6 separate regions of the Mus musculus genome follow, and all the other regions are linked to region 1. Evidence: chromatin contacts called from public Hi-C, HiChIP or PLAC-seq and promoter capture Hi-C data. All regions are on one chromosome and are shown on one strand. Each heading gives the region's core, a stretch centred on a gene start, on an enhancer-like site or on the middle of the called end of the contact. The rest is flanking DNA. Distances are from core to core; before and after follow the strand shown. Region 1 holds the start of Sez6l (seizure related 6 homolog like). Region 2 holds the start of Crybb3 (crystallin, beta B3). Region 3 has its middle 8.2 kb from the start of Gm22740. Region 4 holds the start of Grk3 (G protein-coupled receptor kinase 3). Region 5 overlaps Grk3 (G protein-coupled receptor kinase 3). Region 6 overlaps Grk3 (G protein-coupled receptor kinase 3).

What was found. Promoter capture Hi-C pulls out the DNA fragments that hold promoters and counts their contacts. A called contact is a pair of places that touch in the nucleus more often than the background predicts. HiChIP or PLAC-seq counts read pairs in DNA pulled down with a chosen protein or histone mark.
Region 2: a promoter capture Hi-C map of hippocampal neurons shows a contact between it and region 1, with 8 times the contacts expected there. The contact joins the promoter of Crybb3 here to the promoter of Sez6l in region 1. A contact is called at or near these places in 16 of 39 promoter capture datasets (3T3-L1-derived adipocytes, the SN4741 cell line, cranial neural crest and 9 more), 1 of 15 datasets of contacts at CTCF or cohesin (embryonic stem cells), 2 of 484 Hi-C or Micro-C datasets (cerebellum and embryonic stem cells), 12 of 115 datasets of contacts at active chromatin or transcription factors (VIP interneurons, embryonic basal ganglia, embryonic forebrain and 6 more) and 2 of 9 other capture datasets (embryonic stem cells and macrophages).
Region 3: a contact with region 1 is called in an H3K4me3 HiChIP or PLAC-seq map of forebrain, with 6 times the contacts expected there. The contact joins the enhancer-like site here to the promoter of Sez6l in region 1. A contact is called at or near these places in 10 of 39 promoter capture datasets (3T3-L1-derived adipocytes, the SN4741 cell line, cranial neural crest and 6 more), 2 of 484 Hi-C or Micro-C datasets (the N1E-115 cell line and forebrain) and 8 of 115 datasets of contacts at active chromatin or transcription factors (SST interneurons, embryonic basal ganglia, embryonic forebrain and 5 more).
Region 4: an H3K4me3 HiChIP or PLAC-seq map of forebrain shows a contact between it and region 1, with 4 times the contacts expected there. The contact joins the promoter of Grk3 here to the promoter of Sez6l in region 1. A contact is called at or near these places in 5 of 39 promoter capture datasets (cranial neural crest, embryonic stem cells and hippocampal neurons), 1 of 15 datasets of contacts at CTCF or cohesin (the NIH/3T3 cell line), 1 of 484 Hi-C or Micro-C datasets (cortical neurons), 6 of 115 datasets of contacts at active chromatin or transcription factors (embryonic basal ganglia, embryonic forebrain, embryonic hindbrain and 3 more) and 1 of 9 other capture datasets (adipose tissue).
Region 5: a contact with region 1 is called in a promoter capture Hi-C map of hippocampal neurons, with 2.3 times the contacts expected there. The contact joins the enhancer-like site here to the promoter of Sez6l in region 1. A contact is called at or near these places in 5 of 39 promoter capture datasets (the SN4741 cell line, cranial neural crest, embryonic stem cells and 2 more) and 5 of 115 datasets of contacts at active chromatin or transcription factors (embryonic basal ganglia, embryonic hindbrain, embryonic midbrain and 2 more).
Region 6: a contact with region 1 is called in a Hi-C map of cortical neurons, with 2.0 times the contacts expected there. The contact joins the enhancer-like site here to the promoter of Sez6l in region 1. A contact is called at or near these places in 3 of 39 promoter capture datasets (the 3T3-L1 cell line, hippocampal neurons and stem cell-derived epiblast-like cells), 2 of 484 Hi-C or Micro-C datasets (both in cortical neurons), 2 of 115 datasets of contacts at active chromatin or transcription factors (embryonic forebrain and forebrain) and 2 of 9 other capture datasets (adipose tissue and pancreatic islet).

What each region holds. Positions count from the first base shown.
Region 1 is chr5:112,575,909-112,578,513 of GRCm38.p6, reverse strand. Sez6l (seizure related 6 homolog like) reads left to right here and starts at 1,316. Exons shown (of 17, transcript NM_001253916.1): 1 at 1,316-1,742. The coding sequence starts at 1,646.
Region 2 is chr5:113,080,297-113,082,901 of GRCm38.p6, reverse strand. It overlaps Crybb3 (crystallin, beta B3), which reads left to right and starts at 1,318. Exons shown (of 6, transcript NM_021352.3): 1 at 1,318-1,346; 2 at 2,252-2,422. The coding sequence starts at 2,348.
Region 3 is chr5:113,034,688-113,037,292 of GRCm38.p6, reverse strand. No RefSeq gene overlaps it. Among named protein-coding and RNA genes, the nearest start is that of Gm22740, 8.2 kb to the left of the region's middle. Within about 2 kb of position 1,317, at least 86 of the 459 cell types and tissues checked have an H3K27ac peak or open chromatin away from gene starts, as enhancers often do. A contact at or near this core is called in the N1E-115 cell line, forebrain and neural progenitor cells, where this site is marked.
Region 4 is chr5:113,014,216-113,016,820 of GRCm38.p6, reverse strand. Grk3 (G protein-coupled receptor kinase 3) reads left to right here and starts at 1,283. Exons shown (of 21, transcript NM_177078.4): 1 at 1,283-1,454. The coding sequence starts at 1,342.
Region 5 is chr5:112,996,650-112,999,254 of GRCm38.p6, reverse strand. All of the region lies in intron 1 of Grk3 (G protein-coupled receptor kinase 3), which reads left to right. Among named protein-coding and RNA genes, the nearest start is that of Grk3, 18 kb to the left of the region's middle. Within about 2 kb of position 1,309, at least 16 of the 459 cell types and tissues checked have an H3K27ac peak or open chromatin away from gene starts, as enhancers often do. A contact at or near this core is called in hippocampal neurons, where this site is marked.
Region 6 is chr5:112,932,318-112,934,922 of GRCm38.p6, reverse strand. The region is part of intron 13 of Grk3 (G protein-coupled receptor kinase 3); the gene reads left to right. Among named protein-coding and RNA genes, the nearest start is that of Myo18b, 37 kb to the right of the region's middle. Within about 2 kb of position 1,277, at least 21 of the 459 cell types and tissues checked have an H3K27ac peak or open chromatin away from gene starts, as enhancers often do. A contact at or near this core is called in cortical neurons, where this site is marked.

The sequences.
Region 1 (2,605 bases), core at 67-2,566:
TCATCTCCAAGGAGGAAGCCGGCACTTGTGTCTCTCCTCCATGTTTCTGTATTCCTGCTTTATGCTTCTATTCCTCAGGGGTTACTGGATGGCCTGCTGCTAGCCCTCTAGAGGAGGACCCAGGTCTTCTGCATGTCCTTCTCAAATCCCCACTTCCTGAGACCTGATATGAACTGGGGGTCTCTCCATCACCTGATAATCTGAGCTTCAAGCAAAGAGCATCCCAAGAGTAAATGAGTGACAGGGGCATTTGGAACCAGGACCAGAATAGTCCTCCTTCGCTCCTCCCACCTCCAATGCTCCCCTCCCCTACGTTGTTTTCAGAGATTCCCAGTCTCTCCACTCTGCTAAAGACATCCCCCCCCCCACCCCCAATTGCTACAACCTTCTTTCCATCTGCTCCCTGCTTGAGCGGAGTGGCAAGGTGGAGTGGGGGAGGGGAGGGCTTCTAACTTGGGGTGAGGGGCCTGGGAAGCCAGCTGGGGCTGTGAGACTCAGCAGAACAAGGAGAGCTGTCTCCCTTGGTGTGAGGTATCTTCCAGTTGGCCCTTGGCCAATGCCTGGCTATAAGTGGCTTCTTGTCTTCCTCACCCACTGCGCCCCGTCTCCTCTGTTTGTGGAAGAAAGACACGCTGCTAGAGAATCTCAACTGGACAGAGGCCGCCAGAGGATGGGCCTGGAACCAAAGCTTCCACTGGCGGGGGAGGGAAACGGGGCTTCGGCTCTGGAAGCCTGGCGGATCTGCAGAGCGCTGTTGAGAGTGCTAATGTAGCTGAAATCATAACATGGACCCAGGAGTCTGTGGCTGGGCGTTTCCAGGGTGAAGAACCACTTGGTATCAGACAGAGGATCCTGTGGTCCTGTGCATTGGTCCAACAATGTCCCTGGATGCAGTCGGTGTGGCTTCCTAGGTCACTGGGACTCTCTGTGGAAGCACCAATGCATTTGGCGGATAGGGGAGGGAAAGGTGGATGCGGGTGGGGACCTCAGGGGCCAGAGAGGGCTGTATAGTGGGGATACAGGTCAGGCTGTTCGCCGACTGGGTTCGCAAGGACACATCGGGCGCTCTTCCGCCTCGTCTGACCGTCCCAGCATCCGCAAAAAGAGTAGGGACCCTGAGCCCACCCGGGACCGGGCGATATCACTAACTTCTCAGGGCCTAAGGGCCAGGCTGCCCCCGGAACGGCCCTCGGCCGCCTCCTCGCGCTCACTTCCCTCGCTCGCTCGCTGGTTCGCTCTCTCTCTCTCTCCTGCTCCCTCTCTCGCTCGGGCACCAGCCCCCGCCCTCCGCTCGCTCGCCGCCCGCGGCTCCTCCTCACTCGTCCGTCGCCCGCGCCCGGTGCAGCTCGGCCAGAGCCACGGCGAGCTGCGCGTCCGCCAGGAGCCGCTGCCCTGATCCTACTGCCCAGATCCCTCTGCCTGGATCCCATTGCCTGAACCCCGCTGCACCAATCCCTCTGTCTGTCTGGACCTCGGTCTGGGATCCGGCTGCTTGGAGCCTTCTGTCCATCTCTCTCTCTCTCCCTGGATAGCACTGCCTGATTCCGGCTGCTCGAATCCTTCTGCCCGGACTCCACCGCACGGATCCCTCTGCCTGGACCGACCACACGGATCTCTCTGCGCCGACCCCAGCTCCGTAGCTACGATGCCCGTGGCACGGCCACAAGCCGCGGGACCCGACAGGATCTCTCTGTTCCTTGTCGCCTTCCTTCTGGGGAGCCCCGCGGCAGCTCAGGCGGAAGGTAAGCACCCCGAGGGCCCCGGCCCAAAGAGGGTAAAGTTGTTGCGGCTGACCCGAGCAGTCGGGGGTCTCGACTGGTCTGGGAACACACGCGCCACCCGCGGGACCGCCCGGATACCGGGCTGGGCACCTCGTCCCTGCCGGAGCGCGGAGGCGGGGACGCATCTGAAGGACTCTCGCCTTAGGCTGCGGGTCCTTCGTCGGTCTCTGGGCTCCCGTTTGCAGTCTGGAGACGCTTCCGGGAGAAGCTCTTGGGAGTGGGGTCCTCTCCAAACCTTCAGATTCTGGAAGCTCTCTGCAACTGCACCCGGGGCTGGCTGCCAGGTTATTCTGCCAGGCTCTGTGGAAGAGGATAGGTATAGGAAGCGGACAGCTGACTGCCTGTCTCCAGAACCAGACTCCCTCCCATCCCACCATCCCACGCTGTCTCGGACTATCCGGAGGGGCTGTCTCCTGGATAGGTCCCAGCCAGGTGTCAGGAAATTGGACTTGGGTGTGGCTTCTTCGGATGGAGGAGAGCTCAAGGCTCCCAGAACTTGGTGAGAAGAGAGATATTAGAACCCCAGGGGCTTGGCCCCCTTTATCCCTCTACAGCTTCATCGATATTAGGAGTGAAGAGAGGGTGCTGGTGAAACCCACGTGCTTGCTGCTTAGGAAGGGAAGGGGGTCTGAGTTTATGGAGATTGTCGAGATTGTCGGTTCCTTCACCTGCCTGGAGTCACACCTTTGCTCCACCCTGCTAGGGTCCCAGGAAGTTACAGTGAGATGCTGAGGTGAAGAGAAGAGGGAGGCAAATAACTCACCCAAAGCTGATCCCACCCCCAGCCACCAGAGCTAAAGACACCAGGAGAGCCCACGGTGTCA
Region 2 (2,605 bases), core at 69-2,568, 500 kb before region 1:
CTGCCTCTGGCCCCCGTCAGTGATGATCTGCGGCTGGTTGATTTGTGTGGAGGAACACAGGCCTCCCTCGTGCTAAGCCAGCATACAGCCTCTGAGCTACAGGAAGAAGAAACCCTGTACTGTCACGGAATGTCCCCCACAATCTCATGCGTAGAGCATCTGGCTTCCAGACAGACAGAAGTGCAAGTGCCATTTTTGGAAACTGGAGCTTTTAGGAGCTGGTCTGACTGGAAGAAGCAGCTGGGGTCTGGTCCTCCAGAGCGTCCTGTCCCTGCCCCCTTCCCATGTCCGTCTCCTTGCTTCGGTATCTTGCCTCAAAACAAAGAACTTTGTCTACTACACGCCCCATGTCATGACACTCTCTACAAATATGTGGCAACCAGCAACCTTGGCTTCAGTCGTCTAAAACTGCCAGCCAAAATAAACTGTCCACCCTTGTTTCTGTCAGACATTTTAGCCACAGTGACTTAGTGCTAACCAGTACATTTGTTTATGGGCCTGGGACGATGGCTAAGTGGTCGTGCAAGCACAAGGAGCAGAGTTCAAATCTCCAGCACCCCACGAAAAGCCAGTGGTGAACTGGGCAGTGACGACACACGCTTTTAATCCCAGCACTTGGGAGGCAGAGGCAGGTGGATTTCTGAGTTCAAGGTCAGCCTGGTCTATAGAGTGCGTTCCAGGACAGCCAGGGCTATACAGAGAAACTTTGTGTCAGTGGTTGGGGATGGAGACAGGAAGATTGCTGGGGCTGGCTGTGGATCTAGCTCCGTTTTCAGTGAGGGACCCTGTCTCAAGGGAATACAGCAAAGCAGGGTAAAGCGGGGGCACCAGCCTCTTCTTCTGGCATCTGTGTGCACCCAGGCTCACTCAGCCACATACACGATGCATACTCACACACTGAAACTCAATTCAGTTTGTAGCTCTGACCGTAAGAACTCAGTGATTTGCCTCAGTCGTGGAATCTGTAAAATGGCACCCCAAGGATCCGAAATTGGGATGTAGGCTGACTTGAGGATTTGAGCCTACAGCAAACAGCTTTATGACCCCCAAGTAACTGATGTGGCCTCTTTCAAACACAGTCTCATCATTGACATGTGTAGTCTGGCCAGCATCCCACAAAGCCAGCAAAGGCCATCGGTTCCCAGGAAGTCATCAGACTTGTGCAAGAGGTGACTGGCCTTAGGGGGCCTTCCCGGACACACCATTAGGATGAAATGGCCCGGACAGGATCGGGTGGACAGGATGCTATCTCAGCATCCCGTAATGTGCTGGGCCAACAGAACATGCCCATAAATAGGCCAGCCTTGGAGGCACGCCAGTCTGGAGACAACTGGTCCTGGAAGCAGGTTTGTACTGGACTGGGTGAGGCAGGGGGGAGTGTACTGTTGAGGAAGGTGCAACCTCGGGTCTCTCTGGTGTGCATGGCCCTTGTCTGGCTCACTCGAGGGTAGGGAGGGTGACCTCCAGGAACCAAGCCTGCCAACTAGGCCCAGCCACAGACAGAGCTGGTGAACTGTATTGTCTGCGGGTCTGAGCACGAGGCTGGGTCCCAATTGTTTGTGTGGGCTGAGGACCAAGGAGTGGGCAGCTCTGAGAAAGGGAATACCCGGTCATCCCCATGAAGTGGGCCAAGGCCCATGTCCTAATGATGCAGGTTAGATACAGAGCAGAAGCTGCTGGACCTCACACAAGTGTGTCATGAGGGAGGAGCGGGTCAGTCGGGGACAGGTGTTGTGCAGGACAGTGCATGTGTGTGCACGCCCATACACCCTTGCTGGCGAGCAAATGTCTGCAGACCTGTGTCCTAGGTCTCTGCCTCCTGAGGCTAAGAGAGACTTCCAGGGTCCACTATGCGAGAGCCTAGAACACGGTAAGCACTCAATAGTCAGCTTCACGGTCAGGGATGGTTTCCAAAGACCTGGCCCATTTAATGGCTGCTCAGTCCGTCTGTTTTTCCTGCCTGCTGTGGTCTGCTGTCCACCCTGGCTGTCCTGAGGTCCAGTCCTGGGCACTGAGGCTGCAGAGAGCCCATAGAGATACCCAGCCCTTTACAGGGAGCATTTGGTTGTGTGTGTGGGGTGGGGGGAGAGTGCCATCCAGTTTAAGTCCTTTCTTCCCTGTGTTCTCAGTAAACTGGTCTTTCATTACTGGGCCTCTGGGATTCCCCAGTCCCACTGACTGGCCCAGATGCGTGGCCCAAAGCAGGTGTCCAGGAGGTGTTTGTTGACTGATTATAGATCTTGGCCCTCAGTGCTGTTTGGGTGGGAACCCACCAGTCCCTGATCCTGCTGGCCGCAGCTGGTGACCTGGTTCTCCTCCAGTTTGAGGCAGAAGTATCCCCAGAGAGATGGCGGAGCAGCACGGAGCACCTGAGCAGGCTGCAGCTGGCAAGAGCCATGGAGGCCTTGGGGGCAGCTACAAGGTACCTGGCTGGATCTTGATGGGACCTAGAGCCCAGGGCTGAGGGCTACAACTGACCCAGTGGAGTTCCCGGGCACCAGGCTTCGGGGGATGTGGGCTTCAAGCTCCGCCTTTCCTGTGTGACCTCGCTTGAGTTGCTTGGTGTTTCTGGGTGCTGACAGCTTCATCTTTAAAAACAAAAAAA
Region 3 (2,605 bases), core at 68-2,567, 460 kb before region 1:
GGTACAGGAAAACACTGAGAAGCTGAGGCACAGGGGTCAAGGTTCAAGATCACCAGGTTACAAAGCAAGTCCAAGGCTTTCCTCTAAGACACAGAAGGAGAAAGCAATCAAAGTCACTCATGCTCATTTCTGATTTTTTTTCCCGTATCTATCTTGAATTTTTTTGAGGGCAGATGCTAAGGCCATCCATCCCTGGGGCTTATTTTCAGAGCACCTGTGGCTATTCAATTTGGATTCTAAATTTTAAATTTGAAGTTAACATTTGCCTCCTGAGGGGGAGGAAGGGAGAGAAGGGGGAGGGGGAGGGAGGAGGAGGAGGGGAAGAGGCAGGGGAGAGGGAGGGGATGGGAGGGGGGAGGGGAAAACCCTTTCAGCTCAAGTTGTGGATCCTGAACATGGAGGACATTAAAGCCATCACGTGGCAGCAGCAAAGGGTTAGCTCATTGGGTAAAGCCCTGGTCCTAAAACATGAGGAGTTAAAGTTTCCAGAACCCATGTGGCAGGAGGTGGTAATCCCAGTGCTCCTATGTGGAGATGGGAGGGGAGGGAGGAGAGCCAGTTAGCCTGGCAGGGATCCTGTTTGAACCATAGTGGAAGGAGAGGCCTGACCCCTTAAAGTGGAAGAAGAGGCCCGCCCCCCCAGTCATCCTCTGACCTTACACACATGCTGTGACACGCCCACACTCACACCCGTGAACAGACATACTTGGATTTTTTCTTTATAAGTCGGTGTGTGGCTCTTCGTGCTTTTTGGGTGGTCCATGGTCTCTTGAAAATTTGCTAGAAGCTGTGTGCAACCTTTCTTCAGAAAAGCAGATCCAATTCTGGGTATGCAAGCTGTGGTTTTGTATGTGCCAGGCCAATGCTGGGGTGCAGCTAAGAGCACTCGCTGCTCTTCCAGAGGACCTGAGCTCAGTCCCCAGCACCCACATCGAGCCGGCTCACAGTCACCTGCAACTCTGGCTCTAGGGGCTCCCAAGCCCTCTTCTGGCTTCTGAGTTTACTTCACATATGCGCACAAGTCCACGTATACTGCACATAACTGGAAACAGAAATAAAATCTCTGAATGAGTGGTGATGGGGAGGGTACCAGGAGTAATCCAAGCACAACACCGTGACCGTGACCTGAGCATAGATCAGGCATGTCTGTGCTCCTGTCCCAGCAGAGGGACCTTGGGCAAGTTTCTTTCCTTCTGTCTCTGAGCCTGAGTCCTGATCTGTAAAGTACAAATGAAAACTAGCATCTACCTCACAGCCCACTGAAAATGAAAGTAAAGTATCCAGGAAGAGTGGGTAGCACAAGGCCCCAGAAGATTTATTTTACACTCGCAAATATTTATTTATTGGGTAATACTGTATGCTGACGGCATTTAAGTGCTGAAGGAGTGTCAGACATCAGCTGTATTTATCCAGGAAGTGAGGACTCAAGCAAGGTAAAGAGGCTTCTGGGTGGCTGCTTGCCCAGGGGACAGAGATAGGGAGAGCCAGTGTGGAGCAGGAGGATGGGGGTGGGGAGGAGAGGGCAGTGCTTGCTGTTTGTAGCCATGACACCTCTCTTAGGGACTGTCTGTCTATGGTGGCATGTGAGCCACAGAACATCCTTAAGCCAAATCTAAAGTCCAAAATGTTCTGAACTTGGAAGCTTTTCTGGCACACGTGTGATGCCACACAGGGTCATTTCCACACCAGACCACGGGATGGATCAGCACCCCGGTGCCCCTCAGCTCCTCAGGCCCATCTGTCCATTTCAGTATCCAGTTTGCCAGGCGAGTAGTTTGATTTCTTGGCAGTTACCCTTCTGATTTATTTGTATATTCTAGGTTGTAGGTGGCAACGTTGTTTTTCTCCGCCTGTCTTGTGGGCTGCCTCTCACTCAGCTGTTTCTTTGCTGGATGGAAACTTTGTAGTCTTACAATGCCCACTCATTGGCTCTTGTCTCTTTCCTGTCTGAGTCTTTTGCAGAAAGACCCTGGCTGCGTCTGTATATCTTGAAGTGGTTTCTGTGGTTTTTTCCCCCCCTCTCTGACAGTTTTAGAGTTCTAGGTCTGAAGCTGAGGTCTTTGATCCACTCGGAACTGCCAGCAATTGCATGAAAATGTTCAACACCACTAGCCATCAGGGAAATGCAAATTAAGAACACATTGAGATTCCTTCTAGCCCCAGCCAGACTGGCTGTCATCAGAAAAACAAAAGAGAGCAAATGTTGGAGAGGAAACAGAGAGAAGGAAACCCATAGATTCTGCTGACAAATGTGAATGACTGACTGCAGACACCATGCAAACCAGTACAAAGGTTTCTCAAAAGGCTGAGAACAGAACTACTCCGAGACCCAGCTATACCACTCCTGTGTACTTGCTCAAAGGACTCCAAATTATTAGCCCTGAGATACCTATGAATTGGTGATGGGCAGCTTCCAAGTTCAGGACATTTTGGACTTTAGATTTGGCTTAAGGATGTTCTGTAGCAACTTGATTCTACTTAAAATCATATGGGAGAAGTCTACACTGGGTAGCCTGTTGGCATGTCCACGGGGAGTGTCTTCACCGATGTAGGAAGACCCCACCCACTATGGGCAGCACCATTCCTTAGGCAGGGGAACCTGGAT
Region 4 (2,605 bases), core at 34-2,533, 440 kb before region 1:
ATATTCAGACATGAAGGAGCAATGTGTTTTGGGGGGAACTTACCCCTCTCTCCTCACTGGGTAGACAAGGCATCTATGCTCCCATATTTGGGTGAAAAAGTGAATGGAACTGGCAAATTCAACTGAAGGCTTGGCTCTCCCTGTCTCTGCCCCATTATACAGTGGGCACTATAGCGGTGATGTGGGCTGTCTGTGGCAGACCCAACTCCTTCAGGATGTTCCCACCCCTTCCCACCTATACCTTTTCTAGTCCCTCTAAATACTGTGCCTTGGGGATTGAGAAACTTCTGGTAAAACTAGTCCTTTGGGAAACAGAATAGACAGAAAACAAAAGCAGGAGAACTAATCAAAAAACGTGACTGTAAACCCCCAACAGTTCACTCTAACCCTGGCCAATCCCGGGTTCACAGTGATGTATGGCAATTTGGATAAAGGCCCTGCAAGCTTATGATGTCTGCAGATTTCCTGATCCCTTAACAGGTACCACATGGATTTTGAATGTGGACCCCTGTGCCCAGCTGCAGAGAAATGAAATAGTGACCTAGGCAGGGTTGGGAATTCCCTACTGCCCAGAATCAAGTCTCAGCCCTTCCACTTCCCTGAAAACCCAGGAGGCTCTGCACTCTCATAGGGGCACTTCCTCTTGTGGTTCTTGAGTTGGTAGAGAGCCTGCAGAAGCTAGGATACCTTAACCCCCCCGCCCCCCAACTGGACACACACCCTGAGGCCTTTCACCTGAATGCAAGCCAGTTATGACCTTGAACCTAGAGTGCTTCCATCAACTGGGTCCCCTGGGACAGCGCTGCTCCAGGGCAGGACTCTCACCCCACTTCACCCTGCATGGCGGGAGCCAAGCAACTTTCTCTTCTATGCTGGTGTCTCTTGGCTTGGTTCTCAGAGGGAGGTCTAGGGTGGGGCTAATGGCTGGAGACACCCCCTGCTGTAGCTCTGACCTCTATTTGGCAATCATTCGAAAGAGCAGGTGGGACTACTCCAGGATACCTCTTGAAGCGTCCTCTCCAGGACAGTGTGCTATTGGAGACCTCCTGGAGTGTCCACTCAGTACTGGGCATCTGGACTGTGCTTAGAGAGCTAAGGGTGAGAAAGAGAGGAAAAGGAGGAGAGGAGAGAGAAGAGAGGAGGAGGGAGAGGGAGAGGAGGAGGGAGAGGAAGTCCCTGGTGCCTGAGAGGCTGGGTCAGGAGCGCGTGGCCGCGGACGGTTGGGGGCGCGCCGGGCTGGGGCGCGGAGCCGCGGAAGGGGCGGTGCGTCGGGGTCCGCGTCGGGGTCGCGCGTCGGGCGCGCCGTGGCCCCGTCGGGGCGGCGGGAGCTGCGGAGCCGCCATGGCGGACCTGGAGGCCGTGCTGGCCGACGTCAGCTACCTGATGGCCATGGAGAAGAGCAAGACGGCGCCGGCCGCGCGCGCCAGCAAGAAGGTCGTCCTGCCGGAGCCCAGGTACTGCTCTGGCCCTCTCCGCCCTATCCAGTCTCCTTCGGTTCTTTCCCTCCCTCTCAGGTCCCTTCCGGATCCCTCCTGGTCCTCTCCCTCACCTTCCCCCTCCCCCCCCTCCCCCGCCAGTTCCCTCCAGTCCCCTCTTGTCCCCTCTGGTCCTCTCCCTCCTTTTCTGGTCCGCCCGCCAGTCCCCTCCGTCCCGCTGTCCCAGGCTGGTTGCAGGGCTGTCTGTCTCTCAGCCCCCCTGCCCCTGTCCTCTGGCCCCTTGCAGTAGTAAGTAGACCTTGAGTTCTCAGTTCTGTCACCAGCGCCATTACCTGAGCCACTTTCCTCAACTTGGACCCCTGGCGGCCTGCCCTTTCTGGGAAGGATGACAGGAGAGCCACTTGAGCCTAGCCTGGTCTTGCAAGACTGGAGGTTCCCGCTGCACCGGCTCCGGCTGGCCGCTCGCTGCCAAGTTGCTCTTAATATCACGACTGATTTATTATTGATTTTTCTGAGGTGTGATGGCCTCTTAGAGCTGTACTTGTCCCGGGGAGTTCTAGGCGGTGTTCCAGAGTGGGGCTGTGTGTCACTTCTTAATTGACCCCACTGCCAGTTGCTTAGCTGGTGTGGCTTCCTTGAGTTGATGAAAAAATTGGCTCGGACTTTACAGCCACCCCTGAACCATGCAATTCTGTAAGGCTCTAAACCAAAGCTGCATCCCCTTTCAAATGGTCAAGCGTGACACGCCCATGTGGCGGCAGTGTTACCTACCTTCATGTGAGAGAAAATATACACATTTACTCGTCTAATTTTTTGAGGTCCTGGAGATGGGACCCAGGGCTTCACACACGCCAGGTAAACCGTCTGTCTCCTTAGCAGTATGCATAGCCCTCAGAGAACCTTTCAATACCGAACAATGGTCAGATTATTATTTTTTTTCCCGATCGTGTTTGTGAGCCCCGTGATCCAGGAAACATCAAATCCCCGTGCCGTGTTTGCTAGGAAGAGTCACACTGTACACACAGCTGCGCTGGCTGGGTATTTTTGGCTTGCCTTCCCTTGCAAGCCTTGGCCCTTCGCTGTTTTTTTTGGGGGGTGTGTTGCTCCTTGCGGAGTGGAGCAGGCACAAGGGGACACTTGGGTGGACTGGACAGTGCTTGCCTTCCTGG
Region 5 (2,605 bases), core at 60-2,559, 420 kb before region 1:
GTGGGTGGCTTGTGCATGTATGAGTAGGACTTGGGACCTCTTTAGAAAAGTGTCTTCTAATGAGCCATGGCCCTGGAGTCTTCCAGATAAGACAGACCCAGGCTTAGATTCTTCCTCTGAGATGTGTCCTAGTAGCCAGCGATAGAGCAGCTCATGAGTTGGGTGCTGCATGGATAAAACCGACTCTTGAACCCAGTTTAAAGCCGTGGTTCTGATCGACATGTGATGGACAGATGGCCTCAGGTGCTGTTAACCTTTCAGATGCAGTCTGTTTGGGGTTAACCATATGTGGAGACTTTTCTTTTCTTTTTTTTTAAATTTCTAGTGAAATGCAAGTATGTTTGGGAGGAGGGGGCTGGGGAGACGGCTTGGCTTTCATGAGCTGGCAGTACAACCAGGAGATCCAGAATTTTCAACACTCACATGCCCAATGGTTCCTGTCTGTCATCCTGGGGCAGGGGGTCGAGGCAGGAGGACACCTTTGGATGGATGGCCAGCTAGTCTCAAGGAATTTTCGAGCTCCAAGCTCAGGGAGAGCCTCTGTTTGAGAAGAGGTGGAGTGTGTGGGCTGTGAGTATGGTGGTATACATCCTTTAGTGCTTGGGAAACAGAGTCTGGTGGATCTCTCTGAGTTCCGGGCCAGCCAGGGCCACATGGTGAGGCCCTGTTGCAATCAATCAGTCAGTCAATCAATCAATCAATCATAAATGCAAAGGTGGCATGAAATAGAGGAAGAAATAGACGAAGAAATCCATAGACTCTTACATTCACATGCTTGAATACACGAGTGTGTGGGCATATGTTTGCATCACACACACACACACACACACACACACGCATGCACACACACACACATGCACACACACACACACACACACACACACACACACACACACGACTTGGTATTGACTGTTCAGATCTTGTTGGAGTACCACGAGGAGCTTTGAAGTCATTTTGCTGGTATGTTCTCAAGAACAAATGGCTTGTGGCTGCTGGATTGTTCAAGGCTGTGGAATTTATAGGTAAGATCCAGTGCTAAGGAGCTGGAGATGGAGGAGACCAGGGAGGAGCTGGGGATGGAGGAGACCAGGGAGGAGCTGGGGATGGAGGAGATCAGGGAGGAGCTGGGGGATGCAGGAGACCAGGGTGTAGCAGGAGGAAGCAGGAAATCAGGGAGGGGCAGGGGGATGCCGGAGACCAGGGAGGAGCTGGGGGGTGCAGGAGACCAGGGAGGAGCAGGAGGATGGAGGAGAACAGGGAAGAGCTGGCCCTCATCTTCATGGTGAGACATTGAGCAGCCTGTGTGGTCTGGTGGCTTTAAACAGTGGAACCAAGTTTCCATGGTGACTTTGGGTATTTCCTTCTGGGTTGTATGCCTAATGAGTTGTTTGTGGAAAATCTTTAGCAACTGTACATTGAAAAACAAAATGCCAAAATCCTGCGGTTTCGTTTTGAAGGGCTTAAAGTTTGAAGTGAGTCTTTTCTTTTCTTTCTTTTTTTTTTTTTTTAAAAAGAAGCTGGCCCGCAGTTTGCTTGTAGCTCTGATGAATGGTGGCCTCTGCAGTCTGGGTGTGAGTGGCTTGCAAAGCACTTGCATGCATGCACCAGCTGGCCTGGTCTCCCCCACCTGCTTCCTGTGCAACTAGACTTTTATGGGAATGTGATGCCTACTGGGTAAAATATTTATGCACCATAACAAAACAGCCAGACCTCAGGCGGAACTTAGTGGATTTTATCTGTAGAAGCAACACAGTTAGATCAGCCATTAAATCTTCTCCAACAGGCACTTCGACTTCCCTCTCTTCCCATGGCCTGGGGAGATCAGGTGGCTGGTCCTTCAATTAATTAGTTGTGTGTGTGTGGGTGTGCACTGAAGTCAGAGGACAGCTTGGATCTACTTTCACCATGTGGGTCCTGGGTATTGAACTTAGGTTGTCAGACTTGGCAGCAATCACCTTTACTGGCTGAGCCATCTTGCCAGCCCTTTTGCCGCTTTAGCAGCAGAGACATTTTATCCATGGAGCTGACTGTCCTGTACACTCAGCAGGGTCTCCATAGCCCTGATGGGCGGTGCTCCTGTCTCTCCACCCAGCTGCCATTAAATTTTAAGGAACCCACTGGACTCCAATCAGTATTCGTTGCATAGGTTGGTTCGTTTCACATGAAAGCTGGCACCCCTATTCTTGCCTTGTCTGTCTGCTAGCATTACCTGGCTATTTTCATTTCCCTCCACCTCCCATTTCCCTTGAGTTATTAAGAAACACATCCAGGCAGACATGTTGTCTTCACCCCTAGCTCTTTCTGCAACCATTTATGAGAGAGCTCGTGACTCTCTTCAGATTCAAATTGCTTCAGATGTTCAATCAACTCACACGTGGATCACTCTCCTCCCCCTCCCCTCCTCTGCCAAAGTCTCCCTATGTAGCCCAGGCTGACTCTAAACTCAAGATCCTCCTGCCTCAGCCCCTGAGTGCTGAGATTTGAGACAATTACAGCTGGTGGTATTTTAACATTAAAAACTTCCCCCTTAATTTGCATTTCAGTTATGGCCTGTATATTTGCCTGGTCATCTAGATCCCTGGGTCTGCCGCTCGTGTTATTTTAT
Region 6 (2,605 bases), core at 28-2,527, 360 kb before region 1:
TTTGCTAGCAACTTCAGATGGAGGTGTAGAACTCTGAGCTCCTCCTGTACCATGCCTGCCTGGATGCTGCCATGCTCCCACCTTGATGATAATGGACTGAACCTCTGATCATGTAAGCCAGCCCCAATTAAATATTGTCCCTTATAAGACTTGCCTTGGTCATGGTGTCTGTCCACAGCATTAAAACTCCGAGACACCGTATATAGTGTCAGAGGGACAGAGACAGAAGCAAGAGGCCCACAGAAAGGCACCATGCGCCTGAGCCTCAGTGGCAGAGGGTTGGAGGGACACAACAGCATTATAGAGTCTGTGCAGACAGTGCAGGGACATCCATTCCAGGCACAGGATGGGGTTTTGCTCTCGGAGGGGCATGCTTCAGGCTGAACCAATGCTCACAGGGACCTTTCCTGTGCATGGCTGTATGGTGTGTTTGCAGAAGGAGGACCTGAGGCTGGAGAGATGGCTCAGGGTGAGGGGCAGTCACTGTTCTGACAGAGGACTCCGGTTTGATTCCCAGCACCCACCTATCCGCCCATGGCCACCTGTCACTGCAGTTCCAGGGACTCTGGCTCATTTCTCTGGCCACAGCTGGCCCTGTGGGCACATGGTGCATAGATGCATGCAAGCGAACATAAAGTATACATGCACATAACTTACACATATACATGAAGCATACATGCACATACAGTACATGTGCACATACAGTGCATGTGAACATAAAGCACACTTGCACATACAGTACACACACAAATAAAGACATCTTAAAGGAGGAGCAACTAGGCTGGGGGCCTTCCTTACCCCAGCTGTAAATGACAGGAAACGCCACCCACGAATCTGCACTCAGGGAGGCTCGGCACTGTTCTGCATCTTGCACAAGAGGCTCCGAAGCTGCCCTTCATCGGCTCTGAGGAGAGACAATGTCTGGGGCAGGACACTGAGTACACAGAGCTTGGCCTGGTGGGATCCTGCTCACCTGGGGCAGCCTGTTCCTTTCCTAGCCCATCTTAGGGCAGCCATAGCCAGACAACCAGCAACCCTCGGCTCCAATCTCCAGGGATGCTCTGCACTCCTTGGGGACAGTTTTGGTTGTCATAGCTTGGATGCATGGGCACTACTCAAGTACCCAAGTGCACAGGAGAGTCCCTGTCCCCAGCAGAATTGTGGGAACCAAGAACTCTCCCTCTGGGGAAGGCTCCTCCCCCGCATGTGTCTTCCATCTGGCTGGGCTGTGGCCTGGGGGCGGGGTTAAGTGCCCCTGGAATTACTGACTTTCTTCCATAGGGGAGATGGGACCATTTGTAGCTGTTTCACTGTTATTGGCTTAAACTCCCAAAGGCATATTTGATATGACACACAGTCTCTCTTGCCTTCTGAAATTAAATTGTGGGAGTGTTTAATCATAATGTCATATTGGTTTGGGCTCAGTGTCAACCCTGTGGGTTTGAAGCATCTGTGGTAGGAGTGTGTGGGCCTCCTGGCAGGTGTAGGTGGTGTGTGCTCAGTGCTACGGTATCTAATTAAGAGCTCTGTACTTGTGCTGGGGTCTGGACTCTCTCCCGAGTTTCTCCACTGTGGTCAGAAGCCGCCTGGTGCTGGGGAGTGTGTCCTGCACTCGGGGTTGATGACAGCCTGGTGCAGGACACCTATTTACAGAGCCTGTATCAGGGAACGGCTGCCATCTGTGGTCTGCGAGTGCCACTCCTTCTCAAAATAGAGATGTTACTATCTGAGGGTAGCCCCCCACCCCCTTTAACATTTTTAGAAATAGAAAGCCAAATCCCAGACTTGGTTCACAAAGAGTAATCAAGACCGTATTGGCAGCACATGTGCGGGGAGCTGGATGAGAACACTCAAGTGTTACCCATGAGGCAGCGCAAGGGTGAAGAGCTGGAGACCCAGCTTCCCATGATGCTTGCTGGCTCAGATGTGTTCCTGCTGAACTTGTTAAAGAGACCTGTGGATCTAGGGATGGGCGGGAGGGTTGGCATAGGAAGGACCTGAGGCTTTCTCTGACTCTGACTGTTTTGTGCAATCGAAACAGAATCATAACAGAATTATAGCAGACAGGATTTATTTGGGCTTGTGCTCCTGAAAGAGCATTTAGCCAGCAACCTGAGGGACCTTCTATACCACCATTAAAGACTCTGGCCAGGGTACCGTGTGAGACAGCAGGAGAGGGGAGCGAGGACAGTCCTGGAAGCCAGATTCACCTCTCTAACTCAATCCCTTCCTGGGGCTGCAGCCCCCTCCTGACCTGGACTTTGAAAGACCCCACCTTCTCACATGACTGATACATTTCAGCAGGATTTTGGGATGACTTTTGCACCGTGTCAGAGGTCAAGGCTTTGCACTCACAGCCACGAGCATACATTTAAGTTCAAGGTCCTCAGAAGTCCCTCACCCTGTGAGAAACACCATGGGGTTGAGACGGCAGGGCAACAGACAGACAGACTGGCAGTGTGGCTTGGCATCCTTCTCTCCGGACCTCAACGCAATGACATTTCTGAGGATCTATACAAAAGAGAGCGTCCGAGTGTGAAGTGTACTGATTCCAAGCAGGGTGTTGCCAGGAACAAGAGAAGGCTGTCTCCTGTGTGCTCAGTCT